Regions from separate parts of the Sus scrofa genome. Here regions 2 and 3 are each linked to region 1. The links are chromatin contacts, called in public Hi-C and HiChIP or PLAC-seq maps. All regions are on one chromosome and are shown on one strand. Each heading gives the region's core, a stretch centred on a gene start, on an enhancer-like site or on the middle of the called end of the contact. The rest is flanking DNA. Distances are from core to core; before and after follow the strand shown.

What was found. A called contact is a pair of places that touch in the nucleus more often than the background predicts. HiChIP or PLAC-seq counts read pairs in DNA pulled down with a chosen protein or histone mark.
Region 2: a contact with region 1 is called in an H3K27ac HiChIP or PLAC-seq map of alveolar macrophages. The contact joins the promoter of MAPK1IP1L here to the promoter of SAMD4A in region 1. A contact is called at or near these places in 3 of 47 Hi-C or Micro-C datasets (embryonic fibroblasts, heart right ventricle and skeletal muscle) and 2 of 2 datasets of contacts at active chromatin or transcription factors (alveolar macrophages and skeletal muscle).
Region 3: a contact with region 1 is called in a Hi-C map of embryonic fibroblasts, with 2.2 times the contacts expected there. The contact joins the promoter of SOCS4 here to the promoter of SAMD4A in region 1. A contact is called at or near these places in 1 of 5 promoter capture datasets (fetal skeletal muscle), 2 of 47 Hi-C or Micro-C datasets (embryonic fibroblasts and fetal skeletal muscle) and 1 of 2 datasets of contacts at active chromatin or transcription factors (alveolar macrophages).

What each region holds. Positions count from the first base shown.
Region 1 is chr1:183,913,300-183,917,234 of Sscrofa11.1, forward strand. It overlaps SAMD4A (protein Smaug homolog 1), which reads left to right and starts at 2,038. Exons shown (of 13, transcript XM_021102232.1): 1 at 2,038-2,401; 2 at 3,634-3,935.
Region 2 is chr1:184,399,108-184,403,042 of Sscrofa11.1, forward strand. It overlaps MAPK1IP1L (MAPK-interacting and spindle-stabilizing protein-like), which reads left to right and starts at 2,237. Exons shown (of 4, transcript XM_021102280.1): 1 at 2,237-2,496. The region is part of intron 2 of LOC110262207 (a long non-coding RNA gene); the gene reads right to left.
Region 3 is chr1:184,377,242-184,381,176 of Sscrofa11.1, forward strand. It overlaps SOCS4 (suppressor of cytokine signaling 4), which reads left to right and starts at 1,776. Exons shown (of 2, transcript NM_001162889.1): 1 at 1,776-2,077. It overlaps WDHD1 (WD repeat and HMG-box DNA-binding protein 1), which reads right to left and starts at 1,733. Exons shown (of 26, transcript XM_021102265.1): 1 at 1,626-1,733; 2 at 1,325-1,417. The coding sequence starts at 1,401.

The DNA.
Region 1 (3,935 bases), core at 788-3,287:
GCTACTCCCCATCCCGTCAGGGAAAAGGCCCAGAGGCAAGGGATAACACAAGTATGGCGAACCCACCAAAAACAAAGCAGGCTGGCAACTCATGTCATGCTCCTCTTTTTTTTTTTTTTTAAACTAGCTCAAAATTTAGCTAAGTCAAGATCCTTTCTTGCTGCTGTCAGCAGTACACTTTTCCAGTAGGTGGCAGTATTTTCTTTCTTCCCTTTAAGTAGAACTCTTAATTTGCCTCAAGGTTTTGTTTTTGTTTTTTAGTTTTACTGTTCACTTGGTTACCTGAAGGAGACAAAAAATAAGTTAACGAAACTGATTTTTTTCCACTTTCTTAAAAAAAAAATCACTCTTGGTGGCTTCCAAAAGCCCCAGGTGGAGAACTGCTTTGGCTGCGGTTGATATCAAGGTATGTATGGAGATCTGACATTCTCTAAAACTTCTCCCCATTTCCTGATAAAAGTTATTAATAGGGACTAGCTAGTGAGGGTGATGTCTTGGAAAAAATATGTCATACTTCTCTGCCTCTGTAAAACAAAATTAAAATATTGACTCTAGAATTCTTGCTTTTAGGGCACAATATTCATTGAATTATGAAGATACCTTTACTGGCTGGTTAATAATTAGCCAAAGAAAATTATTCACACACCCTATCTTAATGGTGACACCTAAATTTTTGCAACTCCACAATTCCTTTCAATACCCCCGACAGATGGTTAGGCACTGTTACATGTCTGACAGGAACTAAACGGTGCAAAAACTAGGTTTGAGGAAGGAAGGAAGGATTGAAAATCTAGGGACATATGCTGGAGTTAAAGAAGGAAGTGTTAATCAGTAGAATATCTCAGATACTTTATCTTAAAAAAAAATCCGTATTAGCAAAAAGGAATGGATATATATGTATATAAATACATATAAATGTATATGTGTGATTTACTTTGCTCTATGCCTGAAATTAACAACTTTTAAGTCAAGTATACTCCAATAATTAAAAAAAAAATACTATATTAACAAGAGCAGGGAGGGCCAGGTTTGAGGCATGCGTTTCACTAATTTCTCAGTACTCATAAACAAAACCTCAAGGTGCTGGAGAAATGCTCGAAAATACGGATAGCAAGGATTTGGTTATCAAGTCTACCTGTGAATAATCAATTAAAGTTAGAAGACAAAGCGATTTTCAGGTGTTAGTGTATTTTTGACCCATCCTCTATTACCGGAGGGCGCTTTCCCAGCTCTCTCTGTGCCGTCTGGCTTCGGCTCCGCAGCCCCATCCCCATCCCCCTCCTTTTCTGCGCGGCCAGGACCTAAGAAGCCCCTGCCGGGCCTCGGCCTCGCGCACTCAGCAGGTCCAGGTAAAGGCTGCCCAGCCCGGTGACTCAGACGCGCTGACAGGTGGCCTCGTCTGCCTCCTTGCCGCCCGGGGAGGCGCTCGTCTCCGCTCAAGGTCCGCAGCTGCAGCCCGCGCGCCAGACGTAGCTCGCCGGCTGGCCCCAGAAGTCTGGCGGCTTCCCCAGGGGAGAGCGGCGCAGGAGCAAAGGGCATCCAAGGCCCGACCCAGGAGAGGGGTGAGCTTCCCGGCACTTTTCGCGCTCCTGGGACACGGGCCGCACGGAGCCCGGTGCCTAGGCACGTCCAGCGTTGCATACCGCCCCTCCGCCTCCTCCGCTCTTCGGGTCCGCGAACCCCGGAACCCTTCCACGCCCCTAGCGCTGGTGACCCCAGGACCCTGCCACTCCCGGGCCCCAGTAAGGGCAAGGGGTCACCCGAGTCGGCGAACCACATTCCCAAGGACGAGCAGCCTGTGGCAGCACCGACTCCGCTGCAGCGCCCTCCAAGTCCCCTTCCGCCTGCTCTCCAGCTGCTCCAGCGCCCCAACCCCTCCAGAACTCGCGGGCGGTCGAGGGGAGGAATTCACTTGGACCCCTCCCCTTCTCCAAACTTCTTCCCTCCCCCCGCTGTTCCTCCAACCCTACCCCACTGCGCCATCCGGCTCCTCCCTCTTCGATCCCCTCCCCTTTTCTGGTCCCCGCTAAGGAATCCGCCCCCCACCCTCGCCGCCGGCCGGGTCCGGGGATCCTCCCCCGACTCCCCCAGTGTGCAGCCGCCGCCGCCCGGGTTCCTCTCCCCCCGCTCGGGCGCTCCCTGCCAAGCCCATGATGTAATGGTGTATGTTAATCAGTAGCATGTGGGGAGCTCCGGCTCCGGCGGCTCAGTCCTCCGCCAGCCGACACTGGAGACAGCAGGAGCGGCGGCTGGGACCCGCAGCGCTGCGCTCTCTCAGCGCCGCCCGCTCCGACGGCATGGCCCGCAGCCCGCGCTTCGGGCGTCCCCAACCTCGCTGAGAGTTGCCGCGGTCCCGGACCCGCGCTTGGGGCCCCGAGCCGCCGAGATGAACCGCTCCGAGGTGAGCGCCCTCTCTCATTTGCCCCAGGGAGGGGACCCGCGGGGCCCTAGGTCCTTTTCCCGGGGGACGTGCCCCCTCCGCTCGGGAAGTTCTGGGAGCGGGGAAACCGGATGCTGGGAGTGAGCCGCCCCTCAAGGGTTGGCTGAGTTGCTAGTCCCTCTTCGCCGCCGCCGCCGCCGCCACCCCCGGCGGCCACCCGGACTGGTTTAGGACTGGGGGAGCCCTCGAAACCGAACTTTTCTTCTTGTCAGTCGTTTGGGGGCGTGTGCCAGCGTCGTGGAGCCGCAGTCCCTGCCGAGCCACCCTGCCCACCAGGGGAGGCAGTGCTGTGGGCTCCGGCAGACCCGCGCTCGGCATGCGCTCGTGTCTGTGCCGCCTTCGGCCTGGGACGCGCGGGCGAGGCATTGGGCCGGACAGACCCGCCCGTAGGCGGCGGCAGCGGGGGCAGGATGCCTACAGCACACACACACGTACATACTCACATACACACAGACGCACACGCACGCACTCATTTGATCGTTCAGGGCGAAGTAGGCCCTCGGAGACATCCCGGGTGGGCTGGAGCGGCACGGCGCGGGGGAGCCGGGGCTCCGGCTGAGCCTCCGCCCGCTGGGCTCGGAGCTTTGGGTGGGGAGAGTTTATTTTTGTCTTGAGCTGCTGCCGCGGCCGCTCACGGCCTAAATCCAGAGGGGCGCCTGGCGGTGGAGATGCTGGCTGTTGCTGTAGATGGAGCTGCAGCCGTTCGGCTGCTTCTCCGGGAGGAGGAGGAGGTGGTGGCGAAGGGGAGGGGGGGAGGGGGAATAAGAGGAGGAGGAGGAGGAGGAGGAGGAAGGAACTCTGGCTGCTGCTGCTTCAGCCTCTGCTTTGCATTAGCTCCCACCCCCACCCCCGCGCCCCTTCGCAGCCGCATTGCAAGTTTTCTGCTCGAGGAAGATCTGTTGCTGGTGCGGGCTTTCGCAAGCACAGCCCCCAAGGCCACTCCGGGTGGGGTGTGTGGGGAGCACTAGGCATTCGCATCAGCAGCAACAGGAAGCCTTGGGGTCTCCTCACGCACCTGGGAAGGAGGCTTCTTGCCATTCCCAGAAGGGGAATAGCTCATCTCCAGCATCCGGGTGTGGAGGGGCAGCCGGATTTGGGGGACCAAACCCCCCTCGGGGCGCCCCCCTCCATCCCCTCCCGAGCGCGCTCCCTCGCTGGCCGAGGTCTCATTGCAGCCCTTTCTCTCCTTCCAGTGGTGATCGCCGCTCGGGAATGCGGGTGTGAAGGGTCCGAGCTGCCGCCCAGCGGGGAAGAGACCCCCCCGGACGCCGGAAATCACCATCCCGAAGCCGCGAGAAGGGTGGGGGGGAAAGAGAGCATTCATTCAGTTTGTGTGCCTTGTGGGGAAAAATTTTTTTAATCGCTATTTTTTTAAAAAGAAACATTTCCGTGCTACTGTCTGTCATCATCTCTGGGGGAAATCAGCCAGAATCACCGGAACGTAACTGAAACCAGACGAGAGAGGCAGGAGCCGAGGCAATACCTGCAGCGTCCG
Region 2 (3,935 bases), core at 987-3,486, 490 kb after region 1:
CAGTTGGTGGAGACGCTGGATCCTTAACCCACTGAGCAAGGCCAGGGATTGAACCTGTGTCCTCATGGAAGCTAGTCAGGTTCATTAACCACTGAGCCACGAGAGGAACTCCAAAAAAACCCACATTTCTTTCTTTACCTGACACATTCAACTTAGATCTGATAATAGAAAATTTTAAATCTGTTACACATTTTCCTTTAAGTTTTTAGTGTCTCATTTTGGGTCCTCCAGAAGCAGATGCCAGGATGTGACTGAATGTGCAAGAAATTTATTGGGGGGGGGTGCACACCTATTAAGAAAAAAGGGAAGAGAGGAGGAGAAGGTGGGAAGTCTTCATCTCACATTGCAGATCTGACATCTCTGAAAGGAAACACTGGGTAGGGAGGGCAGTGCAGTTCTAAAAAAGCTAGGTGGGGATTTAGTTCCCAGTAGAGAGAGGTTGCCTGTAGAAGGCCACATGAGACAGAGCTGCATAGCTCTGGAACTTCCACCATGCTCAGTTATTGACTGGGAACATAGGAAGAGCTGGAGGCTGTTGCTCACTCTGATACACATGACCAGGACTAGAATGAGGTGAGTGAAGCACTCAATGTGGACACAAAATTTTTTCGACCAAAAGACAGTGATGAATTTTTTTTGTGCAACATTTAAGAATCAAAAGAAGGAGTTCCCATTGTGGCGCAGTGGTTAACGAATCAGACTAGGAACCATGAGGTTGCGGGTTCGGTCCCTGCCCTTGCTCAGTGGGTTAATGATCCGGCGTTGCCGTGAGCTGTGGTGTAGGTTGCAGATGCGGCTCGAATCCCGCGTTGCTGTGGCTCTGGTGTAGGCCGGTGGCTACAGCTCCGATTCGACCCCTAGCCTGGGAACCTCCATATGCCGTGGGAGCGGCCCAAGAAATGGCAAAAAGAAAAGCCCAAGAAATGGCAAAAAGACAAAAAGAAAAAAAAAGAAATTTACAGTAGGAGTTCCCTTCCAGGTGCAGTGGTTAACGAATCAGACTAGGAACCATGAGGTTGCTGGTTTGGTCCCTGGCCTTGCCCGCCTTGCCAAGTGGGTTAATGATCCGGCGTTGCCATGAGCTGTGGTGTAGGTTGCGGACGCGGCTCGGATCCCGCATTGCTATGGCTGTGGTATAGGCCCCCGCATTGCTGTAGCTGTGGTGTAGGCCGGCGGCTACAGCTCCGATTCGACCCCTAGCCTGGGAACCTCCACATGCCGCGGGAGCCGCCCTAGAAAAGGCAAAAAGACAAAAAAAAAAAAAAAAAAAAAGAAAAGAAAAGAAATTTACAGTAAAATGTCCCTTCAACATCTTACGCAAAGAAGCAAAAAGTTGTAAAAATATCGCATACTTGTAATTTTTACATGTAAAATACATGTACGTTTTATATGTGTTTTGCCCATAGTTATGCAAAATTATTACCACATAGCTATATATATATATACCACATAGCTATATATAGCTGGTAATCTTCATTACCAGCTAGCTAGCAGGTTCCTTGATGGTGGGGCCACGTGTCAATCATCTTTTGGGTGTGACAGAGTAGGTATTTAAAGGTATATTCGAAAGTGGACAAGTGGAGTGAGACTCTCCGCGTAGCAGCGGGTTAAGGAACCGGCATTGTCAATGCTGCTGCTTAGGTCGCTGCTCTGGCTCAGCAGGTTCTACCCCTGGCCCAGGAACTTCCACATGCCAGGCGTGGCAAAAAAAAAAAAGTAAGGACAATACTAAATGAGAAAAATCTACAAAGACATCCGTTGTTTCTGTAGTTAGTATCAATTTGTCAAGCTATTTATAAACAAAATTTTTTTTGTCTTCCCCTTCCCGTATGGTTGCTTTAGCTCTCCCCAGTTTTGGTCAAATGATCCATGTCCAGAGATTAGGCTGCTTTCACACCTAGCCAGCTGTGGCTCTAGAGACCACCAGCTGTAGGGAATCCAGAACCTGCCTTCAAGCCTCTCCAGGAGACAAGTTAGCAATTTCAGCCAGACTGCTCAGAACGTCACCGGCCCCTAGCGTTTCCTCCAGATTGCCCAAAACTCCGGAAAACCCAGAGCTTTCCTCTAGCCCAACTGGAGGAAAGAGCCGCCCTAGGGCAAGCACAAGGGGCAGGGGGCCGCGGGGGCCTGGACGGCCGCAGTGCTACCGGGCCCCTCTAGGGGGCGCGCGCGGCCGGCCCGACCCAGCCGAGCCGACCCGAGGGAAGGCGGAGCGCGGGCGGGGGCTACGCGCTCGGAGCTCGACGCTTCCTGTTCCGGCGCCAGGAGGAGCCGCGCGCTGCTGGTGCTGCTGGTGCTGCCGCCCCCGCCGCCGTCGCCGCTGCCGTCAGTAGGGTTGCGCTCGGTTCTTCAGCGCCAAGTTCCTGCGGACCCATCGCCACTTCTAGACCTTTCCGCGGGCTCGGATCTTGTCGGGTGAGACTGCTTGGGCACTAGCGGAATCGTGGAGGAGAGCGAGGGATCACGCCCAAGCGGGAGGCGGGAGCGGTAACGGAGGTGACTGGAGTAGCTTCTTGGGGGATGGAGGGCTAAGGCTTTCCCCCCGTCATCCTGCTCCCGGCAGCGGGCTGATCTCCGGATCGCCCCCCGGGAGGAGGTGTGGGAGGCGGGTGACGTCGCTCGGGACGGGTTTCTCCGTGCTTGACGTCAGGCTTGGCTGGGGGGCGGGGCGGGGAGCGGGCCTGGCCCCTCCCCCACCCCTTCCCGGGCGGGCACGACCCCTCCCCCATCCCTTCCCGGGCGGGCACGACCCGCTCGCTAGCCGGTTAGCTCCGGTTGATCCCGGACTCCTTTTGTTCGTCTGGCCCTAAAGGGCTGCGGGCCTCGAGCCCCTTGGCCCAGCCCGCCTCCCTCATTCATTACTTCTACTGAAAGGGAGAGGCAGGCCCGATTCTTGGAGGCGTCCTTGGAGCTAATTGAGATTATTCGCAGTGTAACATTCTGGTCGGTATTTCTAGAGCAATTGAAAGCAATTAGAGGAACACCCGTGACAGAAACTATGAGAAGTCCTCAGTTTTGTAATACTCCCCATTTTTAGGATTTAGGAGCGCTTGGTAGCTTTGGACCGTTTTCTTTTAAAAACCAAGAGTAATACTTTTAATAAATATAGATTCTACTGTTGAAGAATCAAACCGTACCCACCTGACCGGAAAAAAGTTTCTAGCATTGCTAGTAAAGAAATACACACTCAGACACCTAGTGGTTCTGAGCGCCTGTTTTGAAAACTAACTCTCATTACATGCGAAGGTAGCCTTAAGAAATCTTACAAAAGTTCTTTTGTTCAGGAGTGTTCATGGGGCAGGAAGAATAGAAATTTTCCTTGCTGCTGGCATTTCTGAACCTCCTGGTCATAACTAGGTTGTCTCCAACTTGTATATACCGGCGTGTTCTTCTCCTCTTTCCAGGAGGAACAGAGCCAATCGCCTAATCGAAATCTTTGGGATCAGTATGTTTTGGAATTCAGAAATCTTTGGATTTTTATCTTTAGAATTTAGAAAGACAATAAGGTGCATAGATGAGAGATCACTCCAGCAGAGTCTGGGCAGCACCCTAATCCATTATTAACATTTGTGCAGATATAGGTAGGAATTAATGAAAATGAGAAATAACGTCAGGTCAGATTTTTGCCACCAAGTAAGGTGTACACCGAACTTGGGAGCATTTCTTTCATTTTTAGAGGTTTCTGAATTGAGAACTACAGATAAGGTTTGTGGACCTATGGTAGCAGTTGTAAAAGCTGAGTTTTGCTGTGTGCCAGACAGTGACCAAGAGGTGTGTTTATTATGCAGGTCTCAATAAATCTGAGTGAGAGTGGGCGCTATTCCAGTCTGCTTTCACCTCTTAGGTTTGCAAAGTTCAGCTTGTCCAGAACCTGCCAGGGGAGAACTGCAATGTTATCTAGTCAGTCATACTTCTGGTGTTTTAACCATATGGAA
Region 3 (3,935 bases), core at 526-3,025, 460 kb after region 1:
TATACACTTATTTTTGCAACTGATTTGTACTCTTTCAATCTACAAAGATCTTAAGGGAAAAGATTATGCTTTAGGCTATTGTATCTCTAGCCCCCACTGGAGTAGACATGCAAATTTTTTTTTAGTGAATGAATCAACATAGGAGGAATAGCAGAAGTCACACAATTAGACAGTACTGCATAGGAACGGGATTTAGAAAAATAAAATGGATGATGGAAGAAATTCTCACAGTGAGGTATGGGGAAATCATCTGGCTTATACATGATTTAACTTAAAACTTTATCCTAACTAGAACAGCCTGTCTTATGGACTGTCAAACATAGGCTGTTCATTGGCTTTAACCACTAAGGAGAAGAATTCATTAAAATATCAAAATGGAGTAACTGCAGTTCAAGTATTCAAAACGGAGCTAGGTGGCCACTGTGGTTTTAGACACATTCCTGCATTACTGAGAACCTGAATTTTCTGAACTATATTGTACCCTAGGATACCACCAACCGTTCTCAAAACAATATGCTAGCAGTTGCCAGCTGCAATTCTATGGTATCAAGGTCTCCCCTTATAACTATGCAACCATACTGAACAAGTAACCCTTACTTAACAAGCACCCTTAATTCTCACCAGCTGCAGTTATAACTCTTCACAAACAACTTACGTAACTTTGCAGTATTCGCTGTTATAAGCCTCCCTCATTGTGCAGTCTGATAGAACACAATTTAAGTGCTTTAATCTGTGTCTCCTGGGCTACAGCCCTCAGCTTGGCTCAAATAAAACTCTTTTCTATTCCTAGTATAGGCCATTTATTGATTATTTCCCTCTACAGGGACTAGAATAACCCTGCGACAATATCACCACTTAGGAACCAAGCTGAAGAAATAAGAGGAAAAAAAAAGCTGTTTGAAAGTTAAATACAATTTAGAACGGGAAAGGGCATCATAAAAGGCAAGGAAGGATAAAATATCCCGAAGACAGAAAGGGCCACTAAATTTGACAAACAAGCAGCTACTGATCTAGCAAAAGAACTATTATTAATAATAATAGTGTGAGATGCTCAGGGGACGTGAACAAAGGGTTAATGTGGGGAAAAGCTCACACCCTTCCAACTCCTCTGGAAGTAAGATTTCACGCTCCTTAACTTTCTTGATACACTGAATTACCACGGTCTGAATGAAACAGTAAATATGAGGAAATATATGTGCCATTTTAGATTTCAACCTTATTTCTATCCGAATAATTTTAGGCAGACAGCTAACAGGACATATAAGAATAACTGTTCTAATAAATCACACCTGAAACGTTCCTTTTGCTTCTCAAAGTGCCTTACCTCCCAGAATCATCAAAACAGACATCTGTGTGTCCCTCTGTGTGTCCATATCTCATAGGCTTCTGTGTGGCAGGCATCTTTTCCTTTACCTACCTGAAAATGTTTTATAAAAGCTAGTGTTATTTTAAAGCGGCAAGAAGAGAGGTTAGTCTCCTCCCGGACACACCTCGGCAGCCCCTTTTCCCCCACCCGAGGGGCAGAAACAGGATACAGGAGAGGCTTGTAAGACACTAAGCCAAGAAAAAGACACGCTTCTCCTCCATGGGCCGCACGGACGCTGACTGCAGGGAGGAAAACTCACCCAGCAGACCGGACCCCTGCGACTGTGAAAAGCCAGAAGCCAGCGCGCTCAGGGCCGCTTCCCGCGCTTGGCGTGATCGCATACGGCGCCTGCGCCAGTCCGCCCACGCCCAGCGCGGGTCTGGACCCAGGTCGCCGAGCGGTGGCGTCAGCGGCGCGCCGGCCGCCTGGGAAAAAGCCGGTTGCTGGGGGAGTGAGGAAGAAAGGGAGGGAGCCGAATACGGAAGTGGTGGCATCGCTGGGAGAGCGGGTGGAGGCAGTGACGGCGATATCGAAGATGAGAACCCAGCGCCGAGGGATAGAGGCTTGCAGACCGGCATCCGCCTTCTAGGACCTACAGGAGGTGCTGGAGTGGGTGGGCCTCACTCCTCCCCCTCAGCGAGCACCCAGAGTGATGGCGGTGCTGATGGCGGCAGTTACTCGGACAGCCCTAGTTAAACTGCACTCCGAGAGGTGAGAGGGGGAAGGGTGATTGCTGCCTGGCAGTGCCCGTCGGGGTCTGCTTCTACTTGCTAAGCGCTTCTCACAGGCAACCATATCCCGGTCCCTTAATGGGTCCAGCCCCTCCTTGCGACCCGGCTAGGGAACGAGATCTTTGGGCATGTTCTTTGGAGAAGAGGTAGGCGAGATCCTTCTCTAGCCTTCAATCTTGGCATTCTTCGCTCCTTCACCTTGTCATTTCTATATAGATAAAAGAGAGAAGAGTTAATCTCAGTTCATGGTTCCTGGAGGTCTGGCATGTACATTAATGCTTATTCTTTAGGACATTTCATATGCATCCCTTAAAAAGAAACTCAGGTTTCCGTATTCAGACCCTTCCTAAAGTTCACTGAAGTTCATTTTCAGATTAAAAAAAAAAGCAGCAGCAGCAGCACTGGAACTAGAGTATTTTGTTGAATACTTGGTTCGATCCTTGCGGTCTTTGCTAAGCTCTTGGCCATTCAGTTTATGCTGTCCTTGTGTCTTCACGTTCTCCATGTTGGGAAACCAGTCTTTGATGAAAACCTTCACAATGACATTTTTGTGTGGTACCCACCTTCTGGTCTCAATCGGACGTTGTTTATGACGTAAGTGGAACGTTTTTCTATTGTAGAGATTTTTCCCATTGTTTTTCAGTCTAGTTCCTTTGGGAAAAGTTGCAAACGCACATTTAGACAAACCGTGGTATTGTTCTTAATGAGGCGGCATTGTGAAAGGTGTTGTTTTGAGTACTAGGGCTCCAAGTAGGCTTGCCAGACACTGAGGTTTGACATATGAATGAAGATGAAGAGTGATTGGCTGAAAAAGAACTTGGGGTTTGTGGAAAAATAACCAACCTATTGTTGATTTCCCACAAGAGCAAAAGATATTCTGAGATTATTTTTTCCGAGTGAGTTAATTTTATTTGGAGATCATTCGTTGTCTAGATAGACTGATTTTAGATCTAATTTTTTTTAATCCGAGTCAATATCATCAGATAGACTAGGGGTTCAAGGCGAACTCTGATAGTATGTCCAGTAAATCTTCATGAAATGTCAGTGTAGTGCTTTTCAGAGCTAAGCATAAGCAGAATCTGCATATTTGGAACTAAAGTTATAGCTATAAAATGCCCTAACTATAAAATCTGTAACACCATGTGACTTTAAAATTATGAATGGTGTCCACATTGCTTTCACTCTGCCTTAGCAACCGAGCTGTTTTATTCATAGGTTTAACAAATTTCACAGGTATGGAAATTAACACACACGTTCAATGATCTTGAGCTTTAGAAATGACCTTGAATATATGCTTCTTTACTTTTTTGGAATGTCAGTTTCTTCTCTAAAATGTAGGTTACCTTTATAGAATTGATAAAGTATATAGTAGATACTCATGCATGAATAAAAGTAATTGTCATGTGTTATTAATGAGGTATTTTGGGTGGGCATTTAACGGTTTCATTTAAAATGGAGTTGTTGGAATCATTATCCAGTAAAAATTTTTAAAAGACAGATTTTAATGTCTTCAGTGAATTCATCATCTTGTTGAGGGAAACAGACATTCAAACAATATGTACAAGACAGTAGTGTGGTAATGAAATGTATATAACATATCTTAGCAAAATTGCCTGGTTATTTAATATAGCTCTTTAAAAAGAAACCAGTGTAGCTCTCTGTCATTGATGTGATTGTCAATTTTTTCCAAATGGACTTATTTATCATTAACAGTGCATGTCTCATAGGAGTGAGTAGCTGAATGAACTCACTGAGAATGATGCCAAGGTCGCAGCTTCAATTGCAGTGAAGGTTAGTTAGCTTTGCTCTGTTGTGACTGTTCATACCACCCGTAGGCT